4 separate regions of the Mus musculus genome follow, and all the other regions are linked to region 1. A link is a contact called in public HiChIP or PLAC-seq and promoter capture Hi-C data. All regions are on one chromosome and are shown on one strand. The core of a region is the stretch at or near the end of the contact, and the rest is flanking DNA. Distances in the headings are between cores, read along the strand shown. Region 1 holds the start of Rpl26 (ribosomal protein L26). Region 2 holds the start of Rabep1 (rabaptin, RAB GTPase binding effector protein 1). Region 3 holds the start of Pelp1 (proline, glutamic acid and leucine rich protein 1). Region 4 holds the start of Gabarap (gamma-aminobutyric acid receptor associated protein).

Region 1 (2,978 bases), core at 194-2,693:
CACTATGTGAACAGTGAGCTAAATCCCCAACCTTTTCATCTTCACAGACTGGAAACAAACCAGGCCAATCACCTATAGCAAAGAAAGGCTTTCTAAATAACAGACAAATCAAGACTGTTGCCATCCTATAGCTGTTTTCAACCCATGTCGATCCTCCCAAAGAAGTGTTTCATTTTATTAAGTATTCTTAAAAAGTGTTAAGATGTGCCAGTCTCGAAGTGCACACCCTTTATCCTAGGGCTCTATCTTATCTCTTTTCCAGGTCAGCCAAGGGCTACCTACACAAAGAAACCCACCCTGCGTTCTTTTAAAGACTTCCAGAACTTACCAATCACTAGCTATAAATTACAGCTACAGATAATCTCTCCCCAATAGAGCTAATAGAACCCCACACAAAGACATTAGCAAACCGCTGAGGCAGGACCAAAAAGCACACTGCTTTCCAGTTCTTTTGATGCAAAGCAACCCTTTCATACATCAAATGCAGGTTTTCTCACCCCCCCCCGCGCCCCCCAAATAATCGTAAAATTCCATTCAGCTTCGCCTCGCCAAGCAAGGACACATACCTGAACTTCGTCATCCTTCCGAATGGGCATAGACCGAACGTTATACTTCTGTCTCAGCTCTTTGGAAAGAGGGGAAGACATGATCTTCCTCCGAATGTGAGAGGGCGCATTGAAATGCCGTTTGCGGTTCTTGCTTCGGTCAGAAGTCACGAAGGGATTGAACTTCATTTTGGCTTAAAAACAAACAAAAAAAACAAAAACAAAAACCAGAAGACCCTTTAACGTTTCAAGTCTCAACCAGTTCCCTAAACAGCATCAACTCCACTCTGAAAGCACACAACGTTCACTGGAAGGTATCATGCTCGGTTACTCCAGACCTTCCCATCTGAGGGTTTTTTCGTCTTTAAAGACTGAAAACAAGATGAAGACTCTGCCATTAGTAACACCTATCCTACTTTTAAACTTGACTTTCCAACTTCAGCATCCCGGGAGGGTCCTACACAGCGTCGGTCTTTACCTTCTCATTTACCGCTTCTGGTGCTCTGCATTTTGCCCCCCACTTGAGCATGGAAGCAAGGGCGGATCTCCAAGCCCTCCCAACTGGCGAGAGGGCAACCGCACGGCTGACCCGGGGCTTATGATTATTTAACTCCATCTCCATGGGCCCCGCCGGCCTTCGAGTCCACGAACCTGGTCCCCTTAACCCTCTCCAGCCCCGCGGGCCCTGGCTAGGAAAGACACGGACCGAGCCCGCCCCAGTTCGGCTCCCTGGCTGATGCCGGGCCAGCAAGGCCGTCTCGGGGCCTCGGGACAGAAAAGCCTCCTCGCCTCGCCGCGGATGGCTGCGGATTACCAGCGACAACCCGCCGAGAACTCACCGGCTGCGATCCACCGATGGCCGCAAAAGGAAAGAGAACTACACGCGACTTCCGGTTCTGTAAGTTGCCGCGAGATCTCGCGAGAGTCTCGGAGCGAAAGGGGAGAGGAGGTTGGGAGAAAAGAAGAAACTAGGAATGGGAGTTTAGCGACATCTAGCGGCTCGGAGGGGGACTGCGAGGGGTCCTGACGTCATCCCTCGGAGGTGTGCGTGGTAGGCTTAGTCCTCTGGGGAAGGCAGTGCTCCTGGGATGAAGAGGGTTGCTTAGGGACGGTAGGCCGGCGTGAGAGGACCTGGGGGACCTCACCCTTTCATTCCTGGGCTCCGGGCGAAGCGCAAGACCTACTTTTAGGCGCCGAGTGGCTCTGGGACCTTGGCCAGACGGTTACCTCGGTGACTTGACCCATAGGAGTTAGTTCTTATAATTAGCCCCAGCCGGCCGCCCCCACATCTGGGTAGACTACTCTGGGTCCTTCTGCGAAATTGAGACCATCCCTCACCTGGACGGAAATAGGTCTTGGCCCCCTGATGATGCCAAGTTGCCGGTTCAAATCACACTTAAACAAACAGACCCGAGGCCAGATCCCCCGGAGCTCCCGGGGACTGGACCACCAACAAAAGATTACAGGCTCCGGTCACAAACGGGGCAGAGGATGACCTTGTTGGACATTAGTGAGAGGGGCGGCCCTTGGGCCTGAGGGTGTTCCATGCCCCAGTGTAGGGGAATGCCAGGGCGGGAAGACGGGAGTGGGTGGATGGGTGGGGGAGGTAAGGACAGAGGGGATGGGATAGGGGAGTTCCGAAGGGGAGACCTGGAAAGGGGAAAACATTTGAAATGTAAATAAAGAAAATATCCAATTTAAAAAAAAAAAAAAGGAAAAGCCGGCATTGGTGGCGCCTGCCTTTAATCTCAGTACTTGGGAGGCGAGGCAGGCGGATATCTGAGTTCGAGGCCAGCCTGGTCTACAGAGTGAGTTCCAGGACAGCCAAGGCTACACAGAGAAACCCTGTCTCGAAAAACTGAAAACATGAAAAGAGAAAAAGAACGGAAGAAAGAAAGAACGGAAGAAAGAAAGAAAGAAAGAAAGAAAGAGAGAAAGAGAGAAAGAGAGAAAGAGAGAGAGAGAGAGAAAGAAAGAGAGAAAGAGAGAAAGAGAGAGAGAGAGAAAGAAAGAAAGAAAGAAAGAAAGGAAGAAAGAAAAGAAAGAGACACGGGGTGGGGGGACACTCTCATCGCAGACAGGTGTACCCTTTAAAACTATGACCTCAACCCCCTCCTGAGAGTTCTCGGTTCCAGATCTGATGGAGGTAGGTCAAGGGGATCCGATTCTCTGCAAATGGGTTCGGAGGCATCGGTTTCTGTAGATAATATAGCCGTCATGCTAACAGGAGGCACATACTGTCTTAAGATACAGGGAGCTTACGGAACACTAGGCAGGACACACTCTTCTATACCCTTTCACATCACTAACGTCTTTAGGCTGATGCAGGTGTACTGTCCTCAGTTTACAGAGTGGATAACTGAGGTACGGAGCAGTGACAGGAAGGTGCAAAGGGACACAGGACCTATGACTTCTAGAGAAGTTTAGAACCTA
Region 2 (2,978 bases), core at 247-2,746, 1.9 Mb before region 1:
TTTAGAGAACACTTCCCAGAGAGCAGCAAGAGTCTCAAAATCTGATAACATTGTTTCCAGTTCCCCTACCGCAAGAACAAACAGAGGTTTTCACAAAAGATCATTTCAAGAGACTACTCTTGGAAAAGGCCAAGAACCTCCTGAGCCAACCACCACATCCCAACATTCTACTTACAGGTAAAGATGCTAAGCACAAAAGCCAATTAGAAAAGTACACCTGAAAGAACTTTCCCAACTAGATACAGTAAGATCTTGCCAAGGACGGAGCACATTCTTTCCAAACATAACTCCCGGTTGACGACAACAACACCTGAAACAATGTGGTCAAAACTCTGGGGCAGAGCTCAGTCGGTTTAAAGGTCATAAAGGGTTCTAATAACCATCATGGCTTATTTAGAACAAGGCCCTTTTTTTCTTCCAATATGAGCATTATTAAGACAGTCTGTCCTGCACGTCTAAGTCTTGGCTACTCAGGAAACTGAGGCAGGATAGCTCAGGAGTTTCAGGTCATCATGGTCCACAAAGTGAGACCCCATCGCTTGAACGGTAGAGACGGAATGGAGAAGACGATTGACTCCTCGATTTCGGCCCACTCGAGCACCTTTTCATCCCTAACACTCTCGAAATAATACTAAACTATCCTTTTACAGATGAACGTTGCCATCTTTATCGCCTGGCCCAAGACTTGCCCATCTTTCTCGATAAAGAGACATGAATCAAGCGCTCTTCGTTCGTCAGAAACTGAGGCCCTAAGAGACTAAGATATGAGCCCGGCCTTACCATGAAGCAACACAACCACTCAAAAGAATGCTACCCAATGCTTAGGATCACAGTTACTTTTACAAGTCCGGTGCAAAGAGCGCTGGAGCGTGGCCTGAGGAGGCGGGAGCGGAGGTGGGGCGAGAGGGCACACGGCCACTACCAAGGCGAGGGCTCGCGTTTTCTTTAAGGAATATAGCACATGCTCTCCATTTCCATCCTCCCCACCCGAGGAACCCACGTGCTGATCCCACCGCACCTTCCTCTCCGCCGGCTCCCTCCCTGCAGCCTCCCCACGCCCTTCCCCGCGGCCGCCCGCGCGCGCCTCCCTCTCCCTCCCCAGCCCGGCTGCCCCAGCACGCGTCGCCCGCGCGCCCCCGCCTCCAGTCCGTGGGTCACCCCCGGGCCCGCGCGCGTGCCCTTCCTGCCCCCAAGGGCCCCCACGACGCTGCGCCGGGCAGGCCGCGCCCGCCATGGTGGGCGCCTCACCGTCAGGCTGGGGAGCCGGGCCCGGCTGCGCCATGGCCAGTGGGCGGCCTCGGAGAACGGGGATGGGCGGGGAAGCGGCGTCCCGGGATGCCGCGGGCTCAGCTGGCGGAGGAGGCGTCGACCGAGCCGCGGCCACCGCCGCCCAGGGAGGAACCGCTAAGGCTGGAGCCGCCGGCGCCGCCACAGCCTCGGGCAGAGACGGACCGGAGCGCCGACCTCCGCCTCCTCATCCTGACAGCGGGAAATAAGCAGTGCGCAGGCGCGGGGGGATGGGACGGCACGTGACGCTGGCCTAAGGGAGGGGCGGGGCCTCAGGAGGGAGGGAGACCAGGGAGGAGGGGTCCGGGGCCTGGGAGCCAGAGGGAGGCTGATGAGAGAGCTATGGGTGTTGGAGACTGGCGGCTGCAAAGACGAAGACTGTGCAAGCTCTTGGCTCCCAGGACACAGACAAAAATATCAAGCTGAGTGAGGAGACCCTGGGTGCACGCGAACCCAGCCGCTACTTTGCCTAGTTGTGTGTCCTTGAGAAAGTCCCTTAACCTCATAACCTTGAAAAGTAGAGCGGCTAAGAAAAGTTTAAATGAGGATATAAAGTAGGAAGAATTGTTATGGCCAGAACTTGGTCTGGTCCCCAGATGTGCAAGCCAATGCACTTTTTCCATTAAGCGACTATGTTTGACTTTAACGTGATCAGCCCAGAGAAGCTGTTGGAGATACAGCCAGACGCAGTGCTTGCATTCTTGACAGGAGAAAGTGCCACCCTTCTGCCTGGGCAAGAGAGCCATACGGAGACTCCAGACTTTCCTTTCCAGCCTCATTCAGACCTTGCTGCCTTCCTAGGGCAAGGGGTCTACACAGTCTGGCACTTCAGGACCAAGTCCACCTGCCTTCCTATGAGCCCAGAATTCCCTCCCTGGGTAGCTGAAGCTGTAGTCTCTCATTTTTCTATAAGACAGGGTGTAAACGTTTCTCAACGTGCCAGAGGGCAGCTGCATTTGGAGGAGGTGGCACAGCACTTACACATTTGAGCTGCTCTGTGTGTTCACAGATCCTTCGTGGTGCAAGACAGGTGAGGAAAGAAGGAAGACAAGCAACAGACCAGGAGCCCAGCCAGGGCTTACGCTCCTCTCACCAGCTTATTCAAGTGCACATACCCCCAAAGGCCAGGGATCTATGCTAGTCTTTTTTTCTCCCTCCTGCAGTCCTGGGGATTTAACCTTAAGCATAGTAGGCAAGCACTCCACTACTCAGCTATAGCAATAGTTCTTGTTCTGTTTTTTTAATTTTGAAACACCCTCTCCCTAAATGGCCCAGGTTAGCCTTGAGTCTGCAATCCTGCTTCATCCTCCTGAGAAGCTGAGATTTCAGGGTTGGACCACTACTAGGTCCTACTTTTTCTTTTTCTTTCTTTCTTTCTTTCTTTCTTTCTTTCTTTTTCTTCTTCATTTATTCTGATTCTAAAAGTTCTAAGCTCAAGTCTGCTCCAGAGTCACTGCAGATGCCTACATTCAAACCATAATAGTCATTAATGGTTTGACTTTAGTCAAAGTAGAAGACTAGGCTCTAGTAAGGTTCACAGTTCTTTGGAATGGTTTATAATTTTAAATAGGTAGTCATCTGTTTGTACTTTTGCCTGAGGTCCCACTAAGATGAAGGGGGGTTATATTTAGACTTTTAAGCAATTAACATCTCCTGGTATGCCTTTGACAGAACAAATGAAGCCTGTTTCC
Region 3 (2,978 bases), core at 135-2,634, 1.5 Mb before region 1:
GGGGAGGTTACCTTGACTTTAAAAGTGTGTGTATGTGTATGTGTGTGTGTGTGTGTGTGTGTGTGTGTGTGTGTGATAGAGATTGGAAGAAAAACTTTTCTAAGAATGGCAACAAGCCTGTCGGCAAAATTGGAAGTCTGTGCAAAGGCCTTGGAATTGATGTTGCTGGAGGATAGAAAGAAGGCTAGTTTAGTCCAAGACTAGGAGAAGAAACAAAACAAAACAAAACCTCAAACATCTCTCCACCCCTAAAACAAAACAACAAAAGACCAGAGGAAGAAAGAAGTGCTTGTACAGCCTGAGGTCAGGTGGTATAGATTCTAGTCTGTGTAGGGAAATATTCTTATCTTTTTTTGTTTGTTTTTTTGAGACAGGGTTTCTCTGTGTAGCCCTGGCTGTCCTGGAGCTCACTTTGTAGACCAGGCTGGCCTTGAACTCAGAAATCTGCCTGCGTCTGCCTCCCAATATGCTGGGATTAAAGGCGTGTGCCACCACCACCCAGTTAATATTCTTATCTCTAGAAGCTACAGAAGGACTCTAAACTGGGAAGGACAAGCTTTCTTGGCTCCAATCTGTAATGTCAGCATTTGAACTTGTGAGCCTGAGGCAGGAATATTGCCACATCATGTCTGAGGCCAGCCTGTTAAAAAGCAAAAACAACAAAACAAAGAACTGGCTTATATCAGAAAAGCCCAATTCGGCTTTTGTGTGGTGTACAGACTGCAGAGGGAGGAAATAAGGCAATGCTGAGGCCTTTGAAAGTGATAGGTTAGCCGGGCGTGGTGGCGCACGCCTTTAATCCCAGCACTAGGGAGGCAGAGGCAGGTGGATTTCTGAGTTGGAGGTCAGCCTGGTCTACAAAGTGATTTCCAGAACAGCCAGGGCCCTGTCTCAAAAAACAAAACAACTGTGTATAGTAATGTAAATACACAAATGACTGTGGGTGTGTCTTGGGGACAGAGTGACACCTCTGCTACTTTGTGGCATGTGCACTGTTTGAGCTTGTTTTTCCATTGTTGGAAAAGCAGTTTAGAACGTTCCAGATTTCAGACTTGGGGTTGGCTCCTTAGATAGGATTACTAAGCCCAGGGAGAAGGTGACCAGAAGCCACGCTGGACTGAGATCTTTCAGACTCCCGCGCCTTTCCTGCAGACCACGTGTCCGGCCTGCGCAGCAACGCCTCCGCCCCGCCCTACAGCGCTCAGCCCGGGTTAGCAGTTTGCAAGCCGCCCCAACGCTGGCGCTCGCCCACATTGCGCATGCCCCCTCCTGCCGCAGGGCGCCAGCCCTCATTCATCCAGCCCAGCAGGCCGCAGCCCCCTCCTCAAGACCCCTCCCCGAGCGGCGTGCGTCGCACTTATGTTTGCGTCATCACGCCACGCCATTGCTCGAGCCTGTGAAGATGGCGGCGGCCGTTCTTAGTGGGGCCTCTGCGGGCTCCCCAGCTGGGGCTCCTGGCGGGCCCGGGGGTCTCTCTGCGGTGGGATCCGGCCCGCGTCTGCGTCTGCTGCTGTTAGAGAGCATTTCCGGGTTGTTACAGCCGCGAACGGCGTCCCCCGTGGCCCCTGTGCATCCCCCAATCCAGTGGGCCCCGCATTTGCCCGGGCTCATGTGCTTATTGAGGCTGCATGGGACGGCAGGTGGGGCGCAGGTAAGTCTGTGGCTCCCGCGGTCACCGTGGAAAGGCTGGTGAGGCGGCTGGGCACCGTGGTCCCGCCTTCCTGAAGCTGACACTGGAGCTGTGAGCTCGAGGAGAGCCGAGAGTGGAGAATAGAGCCACTTAACCATTGAGGACGCGATCCACAGACTTCATTACCTGCGCGTTCCCCAGAGCAGTATTAGGCCCCTTTTCTGTTAGGTCATTGATAAGCACAAAGCAATGAAGGGGCTCGGTTCCATCCCAGGTCCCCTGACTAGTTCAGTCCTCAGCGAAACTTCTTTTGGCGGCGTTTTCCCAGGGTAATTGAACACAAACATTTACTAGCTCTCAGCCAAGGGCCTACCCCTTCCTACTCGGCGCTCCAATTCCAGTCATAGTGGCGATGAGCAAAATGCCATAACACGAAACTAAATCTGGTATGAGTTTCCTAAACCGGTGTAGAGAGAGTATTTAGAGATTTCTCCAAAAGACCTGGAGTTTAAGATGAACAGGGGTTAGGTAGTGAAAGAAAATTAGAAGGGGTAGTTGAAACGTTAGAGGAACACTCGTGTAGGACGGGTTGGAAAATGAGGGCAATGTTTGGGTTCGGGGTTTAGGTGGTTAAAGAGAGTGGGTAGAGTTGAGGCTGGTGAGGTAGGCGGTAGACAATATGTTGTCTACCTGGTTAGGAGCCTGTGCACAAAATATTCACATGCGTTCAGTTCCTACAAGCTAGAAACCCAAGTGCCATCCTCGATATGTGGTTTCTTACACACTTCCATAAGCAGTCTGTGAAGTTCTGCCTTTTTTTTTTTTTTTTTTTTTTTCTTATGGAGGCAAAGTCTCACTATGTGGCTCTGGCTGGTCTGGAACTATGTAGACCAGGCTGGCCTAGAACTCCCCGAGATCCAGCTGCCTGTGGCTGGGCATCCGCCATCTTGTTCAGCTGTATGTGTGTTTATGTTAGTGGTTATGGGCCAAGGGTAGCAACGGTGCACACATCAAAGTCATAGGAACGTTTAGGTCCTAAGGTTCCTGTGTCAAGACAAGGTCTCTTGCCAGTGGTGGACTGTCTAGCCCGAGTGTTTATGTTGATGCTCTTTGGTTTTACCTTGTGTTTCTCAGTAGGGGACGCTGCGATTATAGATGCTTATACTACTATGGCTGGCTTTCGGATGGGCTCTGGAAGGCAGGATTGGGTGGCTTATATTCATTGTACTCCTCAGACAGTTGGGAATACTACAGTTAAATCTGCCCTCCTAATGGTCTTTTGTTTGTTTTGTGTGTTTTAGAAATCTCTCTGATTTTTTTTCAGTGACCTGAGTTTTTGTTGTGATGC
Region 4 (2,978 bases), core at 130-2,629, 1.1 Mb before region 1:
CCTTTACTTTCCTCTCCAAACACTACCGTTCCTTCCAAGGTACTGTACCTGGTACAGCTGACCCATCGTGGCACTGGTGGGTGGAATGACATTGTTGACAAAGAAAAACAAGGCATCTTCAGCACGGAGATGAATTCGCTTCCGGATCAAGAAGTAGAATTGACCAACTGCCAAAAACAGGAGATGCAAGCAAGTCACAGAGGTCGTAGGCGCCTCCAGAGAACAGCTGCCAGGTGAAGCCTCCTCCCACAGAGTTGGCAGGCCCACCCACAGAAAGAAACGTGCACCACAGGTCAAGCCCTCACCTGTAAGATCAGAAGGCACCAGGTATTTCTTTTTGTCCAGGTCTCCTATCCGAGCTTTGGGGGCTTTTTCCACTATCACCTGATAAAAGGTAAGAATGAGAAAAATGAATATATATATATATATATATACATACATACACATATATATGCTGCTATATCGATGAAGAACTCAACATACAATATTCCCTTTTACTGAAACCTACTGGAATCTCATTTCTCTAGTTATCCTTATATACGTGGTGCACACAGCATTAGGTCCAAAGCTCCTGGCCTCACTCTTACCTAAATATTGAGAACTGATCCTAGAACGGCGCATCACAATAACTATTTTCACCAGAGAATACAGGATGACTTGTTTGGGTCAAAAATCTACATTAAATCTAGCTAGTTGGGAGGATGGCCATGGAAACTCTGGGTTGTCAAGCTCACTAAGGCCTCTATTCTGAGAAATACCCTGATCTCTCTCTCCCGTCCACATCTTAGTCCCCAGCTCTACTTCAGGTGAGAGACCTCTGGTACCAGAGACAACAGAGTTCTAACCCCACGACAGACAGAGCCTGACTTCAGCTTTCCCAGACTCAAGCATAGCCTGTGGCGACAGCGTCAGCGACGCTAGCCTGGGCCCTGGCTACTGTCCTTACCGGGACCCGGTCTGGGTATTTCTTTCGGATTTTCTCGCCCTCAGAGCGGCGCTTCTCGAACGGATGCTCCTCTTTGTACACGAACTTCATTCTCCCGAGAACCGGGCTGGACCGAGCTGGGCTGAGGGAACCCAGGGGGGGGGCCGGGACAGGGGGCGGCGGCGGAGGCGGCTTCGACGAACAGACTTGGCGGAGCGATCCACGAATTTGCGCCACTTCCCTATTCATCAACCCCGCCCCCGACCATCGGACCGGCCCCGCCTGCTAACATACGCCACTAGCTCAGCTTGCTAGCGCAACCCGTAGCCTGGTCCTCTTACGCCTTCAGCGTAACTGCTTTGGAATCAACTTGTGGGTTACACATATGACATCGCAGATAAGGTTGCTGTTGTTTCGAGTGAACTGAAAAACCCTTTCCCACAGTACAAAGTTGAGGACGAAACTGGTACCCAGTGGCAGTCATGAGATTTAGTTCTGCAGTTCTCGGAAATTACGTTGGGGAAAGGCAGACAATTACAAGTCTAGGATTTCATGAGACGTGTTTCTACGCTGAAGGTGGCCGTTGACACCAAAACAAAGTAGTACCCAAGCTGTGGATATGGACACCATAAGACAGAAAGGAAAGAGGTTTGCAGACACCCAGGGAATGCTCAAGGCTCAGGCTTATGTGAACCAAGAGAAACTGCAAAAGCCCCAAAGATAAGGACTACACCAGAGCGGAGGAACACATTTCTGAGTGTAGATAAAATCATGTGACCTCAGAAAAGGGCGGAGAATCACGTGGCGGGTGGCGAAAAGTAGTCCCGGCTCTGGAGAGGAGGTGCCAGGAAAGAGGGTTCCGCCCCAGGTTACTGCTGGAGTGCCAACACCTCGTAGGCAGCGCCCTCTTAGCCTGTCCACGTCAACTTCCCAGACAAGCCCAGCCTTTCTCCAGCTGTATGCCCTTCCAGGGTTCTAGAGTTTTCCCTCTTTAGCCTTCTATATCCTACTTTAAAGTTGTTGGTCCACTGTCCATCAGGGACTCCATCCAGTCAGTGGGGCCTTTCCTGCCGAACACTGAACATAAACTACTTTATCCCTGTGCTAAATCCCACTTCCCCCCAACTCCAAACAGCATCTTCTCCCTCTGCTTCAAGGACAGAGCAGATGTCAACAAAGTTCCCTCCATTTCCAAAAACATCAGAGAAGGGTCTAGGGCAGCTTTGGTTTCAAAGTTATAATGCATGGTTTAAAAGAGGAAAGAAGAAAGGAGCCGATTACAGGTATGGGGGATTGGGGAAAGAAAAAAAATGAGGAAAAGTAAGGGGGGGACAAGTCTGAGGAGGATCCAGTGGCCCGAAACCCCAGTCCCCACCCACAGCCCAGCCCTTGGAGCAGGAGTGAAGAATTAGATCAGTTTTGTATAAGAGTTTTTAAAAAAATCAAATCACAACAAAGTTGAATTGGCTTCTTTTGAGCCTCTGGGATATGTCTGTCACTCTGGCCAGTCCTGCCTCTTCACCAGACTGTTTCGGCTCCTCTAGGCCTTCGCCTGTCCCAGTCTGGCATTTCCACGGAGTGTGAACCCAGAGTGAGGCTGCTTCACGGTCTGGCCCATGTGTCCATCCAGACTCCATAAGTGGAGTGTAGGGCTCCCAGGGCAGAGGGGTGGGAGGGGCAGACTCTGCCCAGGCAGTCCTCACATTGGACAGGGCAACAGACGGTGTCCCAAGAACTCTCCCTCCCTTTCCCCTCCACCCCAACTCAGGTGGAGGGGGAGCAGCTGTCACCAGAGCCTATGTTGGTGAAGGTTTCGGCTCAGCACCGATCGGACATCAGCAGTGAACCTGAAATGACAGTAACTGGTGTTGGTGAAATACCTTATAGTTGACACCCTCACAACACTAGCACAACGGAGTCTCACTGGACAGAACAGAACTTGATACCACTTTCACACAGTGACAGAGGTTGAATCTGATAGAAGCCAAAAGGCCACAAACAATGACAACTGGAGTAAGAAGACCTGGCCCAAACACTTAGACTCTGAATGACT

What was found. Promoter capture Hi-C pulls out the DNA fragments that hold promoters and counts their contacts. HiChIP or PLAC-seq counts read pairs in DNA pulled down with a chosen protein or histone mark. Capture Hi-C pulls out chosen DNA fragments and counts their contacts.
Region 2: a promoter capture Hi-C map of liver shows a contact between it and region 1, with 2.4 times the contacts expected there. The contact joins the promoter of Rabep1 here to the promoter of Rpl26 in region 1. A contact is called at or near these places in 3 of 39 promoter capture datasets (liver and pre-B cells) and 1 of 9 other capture datasets (liver).
Region 3: a promoter capture Hi-C map of liver shows a contact between it and region 1, with 2.1 times the contacts expected there. The contact joins the promoter of Pelp1 here to the promoter of Rpl26 in region 1. A contact is called at or near these places in 2 of 39 promoter capture datasets (both in liver).
Region 4: a contact with region 1 is called in an H3K27ac HiChIP or PLAC-seq map of microglia, with 6 times the contacts expected there. The contact joins the promoter of Gabarap here to the promoter of Rpl26 in region 1. A contact is called at or near these places in 1 of 39 promoter capture datasets (cranial neural crest), 1 of 484 Hi-C or Micro-C datasets (B cells), 1 of 115 datasets of contacts at active chromatin or transcription factors (microglia) and 1 of 9 other capture datasets (pancreatic islet).

Annotation. Positions count from the first base shown.
Region 1 is chr11:68,900,031-68,903,008 of GRCm38.p6, reverse strand. It overlaps Rpl26 (ribosomal protein L26), which reads right to left and starts at 1,443. Exons shown (of 4, transcript NM_009080.2): 1 at 1,385-1,443; 2 at 567-739. The coding sequence starts at 734.
Region 2 is chr11:70,843,279-70,846,256 of GRCm38.p6, reverse strand. It overlaps Rabep1 (rabaptin, RAB GTPase binding effector protein 1), which reads right to left and starts at 1,496. Exons shown (of 18, transcript NM_019400.3): 1 at 1,249-1,496. The coding sequence starts at 1,282.
Region 3 is chr11:70,408,437-70,411,414 of GRCm38.p6, reverse strand. It overlaps Pelp1 (proline, glutamic acid and leucine rich protein 1), which reads left to right and starts at 1,384. Exons shown (of 17, transcript NM_029231.4): 1 at 1,384-1,651. The coding sequence starts at 1,403.
Region 4 is chr11:69,989,771-69,992,748 of GRCm38.p6, reverse strand. Gabarap (gamma-aminobutyric acid receptor associated protein) reads right to left here and starts at 1,379. Exons shown (of 4, transcript NM_019749.4): 1 at 947-1,379; 2 at 306-384; 3 at 49-167. The coding sequence starts at 1,036. Ctdnep1 (CTD nuclear envelope phosphatase 1) reads right to left here. Exons shown (of 8, transcript NM_026017.2): 8 at 2,148-2,772. The coding sequence ends at 2,712.